Regions from separate parts of the Anas platyrhynchos genome. Here region 1 is linked to region 2. A link is a contact called in public Hi-C data. All regions are on one chromosome and are shown on one strand. The core of a region is the stretch at or near the end of the contact, and the rest is flanking DNA. Distances in the headings are between cores, read along the strand shown.

What was found. Hi-C and Micro-C count contacts between places; a contact is called where the count stands out from the background.
Region 1: a contact with region 2 is called in a Hi-C map of liver, with 4 times the contacts expected there. The contact joins the enhancer-like site here to the promoter of POU3F4 in region 2. A contact is called at or near these places in 2 of 8 Hi-C or Micro-C datasets (liver and subcutaneous adipose tissue).

Annotation. Positions count from the first base shown.
Region 1 is chr10:23,172,579-23,177,072 of IASCAAS_PekinDuck_T2T, forward strand. No RefSeq gene overlaps it. Among named protein-coding and RNA genes, the nearest start is that of BRWD3, 6.1 kb to the right of the region's middle. Within about 2 kb of position 2,478, at least 5 of the 8 cell types and tissues checked have an H3K27ac peak or open chromatin away from gene starts, as enhancers often do. A contact at or near this core is called in subcutaneous adipose tissue, where this site is marked.
Region 2 is chr10:22,826,026-22,830,474 of IASCAAS_PekinDuck_T2T, forward strand. It overlaps POU3F4 (POU class 3 homeobox 4), which reads right to left and starts at 1,293. Exons shown (of 1, transcript XM_027465166.3): 1 at 1-1,293. The coding sequence starts at 1,025. LOC110351317 (a long non-coding RNA gene) reads left to right here and starts at 1,359. Exons shown (of 7, transcript XR_011811795.1): 1 at 1,359-2,008.

The DNA.
Region 1 (4,494 bases), core at 1,228-3,727, 350 kb after region 2:
GTGGCAGGACTCCTTTGGGCTTAAGGAACTGCCCAGGAATGTGGAAAACAAAAATATGTGTTTTTATTTTATTTTTTTGCCTACACAGTATGTGCAATTGTCTTCTCTGCTTATTATTATTCAGCAGCAAGGTTGCGACAACACCTTGTGAAAGTAAAGACTGGTGGCTGCAATTCTGCCTTTAAGGCTGCCATTTGCCTTTTGCATCTTCACCTCCCAAACGCTGGTTTTCCAGGTTAGCCTTCATCTAGAACATCACTCAGCCGTACAAAACTCATGGGCTTCATACACCCAAAAGAAAAGCTTTCTTTACTGGTGTAAAGGAGAGGGAAGGGAACAGCCAAAAGGGCATGTACTTGCAGGTGTTGAAAAACACTTAACAGAGATTAAATTAAATTATTCTTTCTATCAAGAAAAGCTTTAAGGGACCTCCTGTAACTGTGAGTCATCTTCAAATGGAGATGGCAGAGAAAACACAGATTCTAGCAAGCTGCATCTAAAGCCCTAATTATTTAAGGCCAAAATAAAAATAAAAATAAAAATAAAAGAGAACATTTCCAAAGATCAGAAGCTGGGAGGCTGTTGGAGAATGTACACATCCACTAAATGATGGAAGTCCAAGATCTAAGTGAAGTGTGTAGGTCGCTGTTCTCTGCAGAGGAATTGATGGCGATTTCCATGTCAAAGCCTTTCTTTACAAGGGGTAAAACTGAGAAAATGCCCCAGACTGAAGATCTGGAAACAAGGCTTTAAGCCAAATAAATAAAATCAAGGGCTACAAAATTCCAGGATGGAATAGCACTGACCAGGAGAAGCACTTCTAGAGAAGCACTCAAATACAGAGTTAGATCTGGCCACTTAACTCTGGTTTGCAGCCCATTGTCTGGATCAGGCTTGATATTAAGGGAATAGAAGGAGAAATGAAACTGACCTGTGATAAATGCAAAATTATGCCAATGGAAGGGATGGACCCTTAACTACCAAGATGTGGAAACGGGCTCTGACCTAACACAACTCAGTGAGGAGATCCTGGCATCGCTGCGCTGACATTTTCATAACGCTACGCACAATGCTCAGAGGCAGTCAAAGGCAAACAGACCATCAAGAATTATTAGGGAGGAAATGGAGAACAAATAACAACAAGTGTTGTTGTGCCAGCAGACGGCCCCGCGGTGCCCCCGCCTCGACACTCGGTGCAGCTTCAGACCTCCCATCTCCAAATGGCCACGGCAGCACTAGAAAAGGTGGGGATAGAAAAGGTGGGGATAGAAAAGGTGGGGGTAGCAGTGCTCTGTGAGAGCTGCCTTATAGGGTGGGGTTAAATAGGGTAGGACTTTCTTATTGGGAAGAGCCTGAAAGGGAACGTGGTCCTGAACAGCGTGGAGAAGGGGGAACAGCTGCTGCTGCTCCTGGCAGCACAGACCTGAGGAGGTGCTGAAGGAAGTTACGGGGTACAGAGCTGAAGCACCCCAAGGAAGCACGTCCTGAAGCCAGGCTCTGCTTTGGGAGCTTACCCTGGGCTCCTGCACCCCGCTGACACACAGCCAGGATGCAGGGTGCCGTGGATCCTCCCTGTTTTATTCACGTGTGTCTGGTGGCGAGTGGTTAGGAGAGCGGGTACACCCCTTGCCTTCCTGCCTCTGCACCTCCAAATTTTAATTTGGTTTGGGTTTCATCGTGGTGGTGCTATGAAGTGACTCACAGAACCCATTTCATTTTCCTCCTCATCAGACTGGAGCATTCGTTTTATTGGTGGCTCTGAAAATTTGTTGTAAACTCAGACTCCTGTGGGCAAACTTGTACAAGACGGCTTTCTAATTCATCACCTCATGCGGTAATTTATATTTAATTTCTATTTGTTATAAGACCATTATAAAGGTATTAATGAGCTTCTTTACAATGTTTACATCTTATGGATATTGATAAACAGATAAAAAACATTTTTAAAGTCTTTATACTTTTTTTTTTTTTTTTTCAATATAAAACCCCAGTACTTTTAAAAAATCGATGAAGTTTGGTGGCCCCTTCACAAAAATACCTATTACTTCTGTAAAACTGAGAAACAGAACTAAAACACACACCCCCTGACAACATAGCAGAGAAAGAGGATGGGGTACAGGGAGGCATCGCTCTGTGTATGTTATCTGCCTGGCTGAGGCCGTGGCAGTGCCATTTGCATACCCAGCTACGCGGGGACAGCCGTGATGAATTCCCAGCCGTACAGGCAGGCGCCGTGTGCCCAGACTGCAAAGCTATGGAGAGCCTCCGCTGCTCGGCGCTTGCAGGAGGAGCCGAAAACGCAGGATCAGGCCCTGAAAAAAAAAAAAAAAAAGATTTGTTTAAAAAATATCCAGCGGGATTTGGATGTGCTGAGTTAGGCAGGGAACGCCGGGGTTTCTGGGGGAGAGCCCTTTGTGCAGCGCTGTCCCCCAGGAGCCCGAGCCAAAGCCGAGCTCCTGGCTTTGGAGGCTCAGAGTCGGGCCCTTCGCCACGGGCGCAGACGACTGCAAATGCAAAACCAGCGATGACGAAAGCTGCGTTGTCGCCTACAGCTCTCAGGAATTTTCCTGCTACGAGATCTTGCCGAGTTGCAGGCACTTTCGGGTGTCGCGTGGAGATCCAGCGGTGCCGTGGCGGATTTGACCGGGGCGCTGGCATTATTTACCTGCCCTATTTACAGAGCTCAGAGCTACGCGGGCGGCTGTCTCCCCTTTTCACACGCGTTTCACCCATATCCGAAATCTGACATCCATGGGTATGTAAAATAGAGACGGGAACGTTTACACGACACTCGGAGAGGGTTCATTTCTTGGGAAAGTGCAAATCGAAGTCCCCCCAGGCGCAGCGGGGATGCACGCAGGGAGCAGCCAAGGCCAGCTAATGGCTGCCGCCAGGCCGCCGAGCCAGGCCGTGCAGGCTGCCAGAGGCCTCCAGCCAAGCGGCCTTTGGGATCTGGCGAAGGGGTTTCAGGTTTTCGGGTGGAAGAGGCATCACGTTGACACCGTGAGGAACGAGCAGCCCAACGAGGAATTGCTTTAAAGCAGAATTTGGAAACAAAGGCGATGTCGTCCCCTCCAAAGCCTTGCGTCTGTGATGGCGTTGGAGGCGCCTCTTGGTGCCGAGCACCATCTAGAGGGCTCGCTGGGGGGGTGCAGCAGTGAAATCAACCTGGAATATTTAAAAATAGACAAAAAAATAATCCGAGAGCAGACCTTATGTAATATCCAACAGGTATTTAGGTGTTATTTAACAGCTGTAGTCAGGAAAATCCTGTATGAATGTGTGGAAATTTGGAGATTTCTCCAGCAAGGCAGGGTGGTGGCTGGCACAAGCACCCCTGTGCTCAAGCAAATGTGCCTATTTTGTTTATCATTTTGCACCTGTATTTCCTTAGAATAAACAAGCCATGATGCAAAATTTTAATTTTGAGGTTATCACATTTGGAGATCATCTTAAAGTCTTGACTTTTCAATGCCTGTATTTCCTTACCACTGCAGTTCAAAGCACCGATTCTTAAATTGCTCCTAACCAGCACTTATTTTCCTATCAGTTACAGAAAACCTCAGATTTCATCGCTGGAACAATTGGTGTCCTTGTGTCCCACCTGGCTGCACATGAAAGGCCCAAGATGAGCAGAATGCATACAAAAAAGTTGGATTTAAAAATACTCAAAAAAAAAAAAAAAAAAAAAAGCCCCAAACGCTTAACTTCCCGCAGTCCTTAAATCCAAAAGGGTTCAGACACACACATCCCCATCCACGTTTCCTGAAGAGGAAAGGTACAGTCTGGGTGCAATCCAGCACTCCTGCGTGGCTCTAATCTCAGCTGATCTGATCAGCCACGCTGCATTTCTGTCCAGTTTGGGCAAAACTGCATCAGGTATGTTTTTACACCATGCTGAAGCTACAAAGCAGCGGGCTGGCTTTGACTCATCAGGCAAGTCTAACGATAAATAAAAGAGAGACTCACTCACTTGGTGCTACGAGCCGACCAAGGGGAAGATAATTTAATTTAGTGGTTAAATTAAAGAGAGCTAAACTCTGTTTACTTGCATTTACTCACAACTACAGCATTAAGACGAGAGGCAACAGGGCCAAGCTGGAGCATGGGAAATTCAGATAAGGAAACGATTTTGCAGCGTGAGGACGGCCAAAGACTGGGACTGGAACTGGCTGGGTTGCCCGGGCAGGTTGTGCAATCCTCCCTCCTTGGGCAAGGCCCTGAGCAGCCCGATAGCATCAGACCTGTTCTGCGCAGGAGGGCGAGTGGATGACCTTCGAGGTCTCCTCCATCCTAAATTACTCTGTAATTCCATAAAACAACCCAGCCAAAAACCCAGCTCTAAACTCGTGTAATGGACAGTGTTGGAAAATAAAGGGTGATGTCTTGTTTCAGGTAAAGAAGGGTACATTAATCAAAAGGCATAAACAGCTTGAGTCTGTACCATTTATGCGGAGTAACACGCATATAGAGAGATGCTGTGCTGGGGAACCA
Region 2 (4,449 bases), core at 43-2,542:
GTCTCCAGCACGCCCTTGACACTCACCTCGATGGAGGTGCGCTTCTTCCTCTTCCTGCCCTGCGCCGCGATCTTGTCGATGCTGGTGGGGCTGCCGGTGGAGGAGTCGGCCTCCTCCAGCCACTTGTTCAGCAGCGGCTTCAGCTTGCACATGTTCTTGAAGCTGAGCTGCAGGGCCTCGAAGCGGCAGATGGTGGTCTGCGAGAAGACGTTGCCGTACAGCGTCCCCAGCGCCAGCCCCACGTCGGCCTGGGTGAAGCCCAGCTTGATGCGGCGCTGCTTGAACTGCTTGGCGAACTGCTCCAGCTCGTCCGACGTCGGCGTCTCCTCGTCCGAGTGGTCCTGGCAGTGGTGCCCGCCCAGCTCCCCGTGCTCGCCGCCGTCGCGCAGCCCGGGGTGCAAGCCCTGCGCGGCGGCGGCGGCGGCGGCGGCGGCGGCGGCTGCGGCGGCTGCGGCGGCGGCGGTGGGCGGCGGGGTGAGGCCGCCGTGCTCCAGCATGCCGCCCACCGCGAAGCCGGCCTGCGGGTAGGCGCCCAGGGGCTGCGCGGCGGGGCCCAGCGCGGCGCTGTGCGCGGGGCTGGCCCCCCAGGCGCCGGGGTGCGTGGCGTGGGGCGAGTGGTGCGCGACGTGGGGCGAGCGGTGGTGAGCCACGGCGCCCAGCTGCAGGTCCTCGCGGCCCGGCTTCACGTCGGGCTGCTCCAGCGGGCCCCCGGCCAGCGCGGCGGCGGGCCAGGCCCCGGCGTCTCCCAGGCCCGTCACCCAGTGGTGCCCCAGCGGGTGCCCCCCGCCGCCGCCTCCACCGCCGCCGCCGCCGCCGCCGCCGCCGGGGACGCCCTGCAGGTACTCGCCCTGCAGCAGCTTCTGCGGGCCGCGGAACGCGCCGCCCTGCTGCATGCCCGCGCCGTCGGCGGGGCCGAGCGCGCCGGCGCCCAGCAGGCTGTAGGGGTTGGAGGCGGCTGTGGCCATGGCCGCCGCGCAGCCCCACGAGTTATACTGAGCCGCCGCCGCCGCCGCAGCCTTTGACATCCACCGGCACGGCGGCCCGGGCAGCGGCCGCAACGCGACTGGCGGCCGCGCCGCCCAATGGGGGCGCGCCGCCGCCGGGCCCGCGCGGAGCGGGCCAATGGGCGTTCAGAAGGGGCGGGGCGAGGCGCCGAGGGGCGGGGCGAAGGGGGAGCCGCGCGGGCCGCGGCCAGGAAGTGAATCACTCCGCCGTGCTGCGGGGGGCGGCCGCGCCGCGGCCCCGCCGCTTAACTCCTTCCGCGCTGCGCCCCGCGGGCGGGCTGGAAGGGGGGGGGGGGGGGAAGGGGGGAGCCGGGAGGGGGGGGGGTGGGCGCGGGGCACGGCTTAAATGCGGAGCCATTAGCGCCCGGCAGCGCGGCGCACAGGTTAAGCGGCGGCAGCGCGGCGGGACCACCCCGGAGAAGCCCGGCCCCGTGCCCCCCGTACCCCCCCCACCTCCCCCCGCACCCCTCCGCTGCCCGCCCCGTGCCCGCTCCGTGCCCGCCCCGCGCTGCCCCCGGGCCGCCCCGCGCCCCCCTCCCCGGCCCGTTGTCCCCAAACAACGAAAAAAGCCCCAAATCGCCCCAAAAGGCGCTGCCCGAGCGCTGCGGCCGCGAAACTCCGCGCCCCCTGCCCAGCCCCGGGGCTGCCGGGGGGCACCGAGCCCCGCTGCAACCCCCCCACCCCCCGGCCCCGCACCTCGGGCCGGCTCCGGAGTTAGCGGCTGCCCTCTCCCTGCATAATCGCGGAGGTAGCCTGGCTGCGTAATTGTGTTTGCACTTGCAGAGGGCTGCATCGGAGTTCCCTTATTGGTTTGAAATTCCATTAAATATATTGCAAGAGCTCCTAGGTTAAGCTTGATTTAAATTTGCATACATTTTCATATATTTAGCAGAAATAAAAGAAGGCTTGCAGCTAGCCGAAAGTCATTAAGGCATTAGTTTCTCTGGGAAGACAGATCTGAAGGAAAAAAAAAAAAAAAAGTCAAGCAAATAGCTAGACCCAAGGTGAGCGCTCCTCCGCTTCCTCCGCAGCCGGGCACCGCCGCTCCCGGCCCCGCAGCGGGCAGCGAGCCCCGGGGCTCGGGCACGCCGCGGCCGGGGCAGCTCCGGGGCCGGGGGGGGGGGGCTCCGGGGCCGGGAGGGGGGCACCGGGGCCCGGGGGAGGAGGGGCCGGGGCCGGGGGGGGGTCTCCGCCGCCGCTCCCGGGCCGCCCGCTGCCGGCCGCGTCCCCTCGGCGGGCCCGAGGTGGCTCGGAGAAAAGTTTGCAGGTAGCCGGGAGGCGCTCGGAGTGCTGCGGGAGGGGTCAGCCGGGAGGTCAGGGGTGACAAATGGCCCTGCGAGAGGGGCTCCGAGCCCAGCCCGGCCGAGCCCGGCCCGCCGGAGGCGCTGGGCACGGCGGGGAGGGCACCCACGGAGCTCTATGGGCGCTCCGCGGCTTTCTGCTCGCCTCTTCTATTTTTTTTTTTTTTTTTCCATCCCTCCCCCCCCCGCCCTCTCTCCGCCTGCACGAGCTTCGCGAAATAAATATCACCCCGCGGAAAAAAAAAAAAAAAAAAAAAAGGAAAGAAAGGAAAGAAAAAAAAAATCCAGGCTGTATAAAAACGTAACTAAATTATTTAAAATTAATTTGCACTTGAACTTCCGAAACAATTTTTCAAATCCCGTTGCCCGTGGAAAGAGATGCGCGGAGCCGCCGCTCGGTCCCGGCGGTGCCTGGCAGGGCACGGAGCCGCAGGGCTGGCTGTACCGGGGCAAGGCAGCGCTCCGCTCCCGGCCGAGGGGCTCGCACCTCGCCCGTGGGCGAGCCCGCCGTATTTTAAAGTGTTTTTATCTGCATATAGTTAAATCTTCTTGCTGTTCTAACTAATCTGCTGGAGAGGGTTTCTTTAGCTCTTTCCTGTCAGTCTAACTTCCCAAGTGTAACAGATGCCGCTCTCAAGCGGTCCTTTCTGCTGCTTTTCTTTATTCAGCCTCGCATATTTCTCCCCATGATCTGGGTTTCCATAGAGAGAGGAATAAAAGGGGGACCATGGCCACAAATCCCCTGCCCCATGCAGAATAAAAGAGCCTTATTCAATAGACGACCCCGTCTGGACATGGGAGAAAAATAAGTACATGCAAAGCTACTGTTGCAAGAATTTGTAACTTATTTTTCATAGACTGAAACCCATTAAAGTAAAAAAAGTTTCGGGGTCCGGACCGTGCTCCGCAGCCCTTTGGCTCCGGGTGCCTTCGCGCTCGGGGGACCCACGTTTCCCCGGCGGGCGCTTTGCCTTCCTACCTACTTTTTCTGCTAAATCTTTGGCACGAAAAAAGATCACACAATAGCTGAAGGCAGCCTACCGTCTTGGGGCAGCTAGAAGTCGCTATAGAGAAAACCCGGCTTTGAAGTGGAGGAGCTGTAATTGTGTCGAGTCCCCTCGCCCGGCGGAGGCACCGCGAGCGGCTCGGGGCAGCCGGGGGCCGGGCGCAGCCTCCCCCCCTTTCCCTCTTCCCCTTTTTTCCCCTTCCTTCCCCCCCCCTTTTTTTTTTTTTCCCCATCCCCTTTTTCCCCGTGGTGGGCACCGGGCTGGCGGCGGCGGCACCTCCGAGCGCAGCCCGCGGGGCGGCGGCAGCGCCGGCCCCGGCTGCGGCGGGGGAAGGAAGGCGGGGGGGGGGGGGATCCCCGGTGCCCCCCGCACCCAGCCCCGTTACGAGCCCCGGCCCGGGGGTGCCTGCTCCCAGCCGGCTCCGTAGGTGCCTCTCTCGGGGTAGGGAGCTCGGGGGGAGCGAGCCGAGAAGCGCCGGGAACGGTTTCATCGGGGCCGGGGGTATTATATTTTGGAGAGTTTTCTCATTGTTCGTCTGCGGGAGGGAGAAAAAAAAAAAAAAAAAAAGAAAAAAAAATGGCCAGAAAGGGGTTCGTTTTGATTGTGTTTAATACGGCATGAAGCTCGGAGCGGTAAGCTGTGCCTCGGTGTCATGACCTCTATATTGAAAACTTCACCTTCAACACAAGTTCACTTCGGAGACAGGACGAGTTAGATTGCGCTTGGTGGGAACAAGTGCAAATTTAAAAACAGAGTCAATCATAACGGGGGTGGGGGCTGGGAAAGGGCAATTTAACCGTTTCTGGAGCCAGGAGTTAAGGTTTGCATTGTGTACGCCGAGGCGCTGATACTAACGCTGAAACCCAGCCCCGCATCGCTCAGCAAGCAGAGCTGGGAAACAGGCTCCTGGATCTCCGGAGATGCTTTGTGAAAGCCTAGCCTGCGTGGGGGAAGGTTAGGAGGAAAAGAGGAATTTACAGAGTATTAGCAGAAATTAGCCAATGCCGACACAAGCTCAATTAGTTCCTTTTTTTTTTTTTTTTTTTTTTTTTTTTTGGGTCTCTGTTGGCTGTTCTCGAACGTGAGTAAATGCCGTGCAGGGAGAGGGAGAGCCCCAGCACACTGCCATCTCAGAGC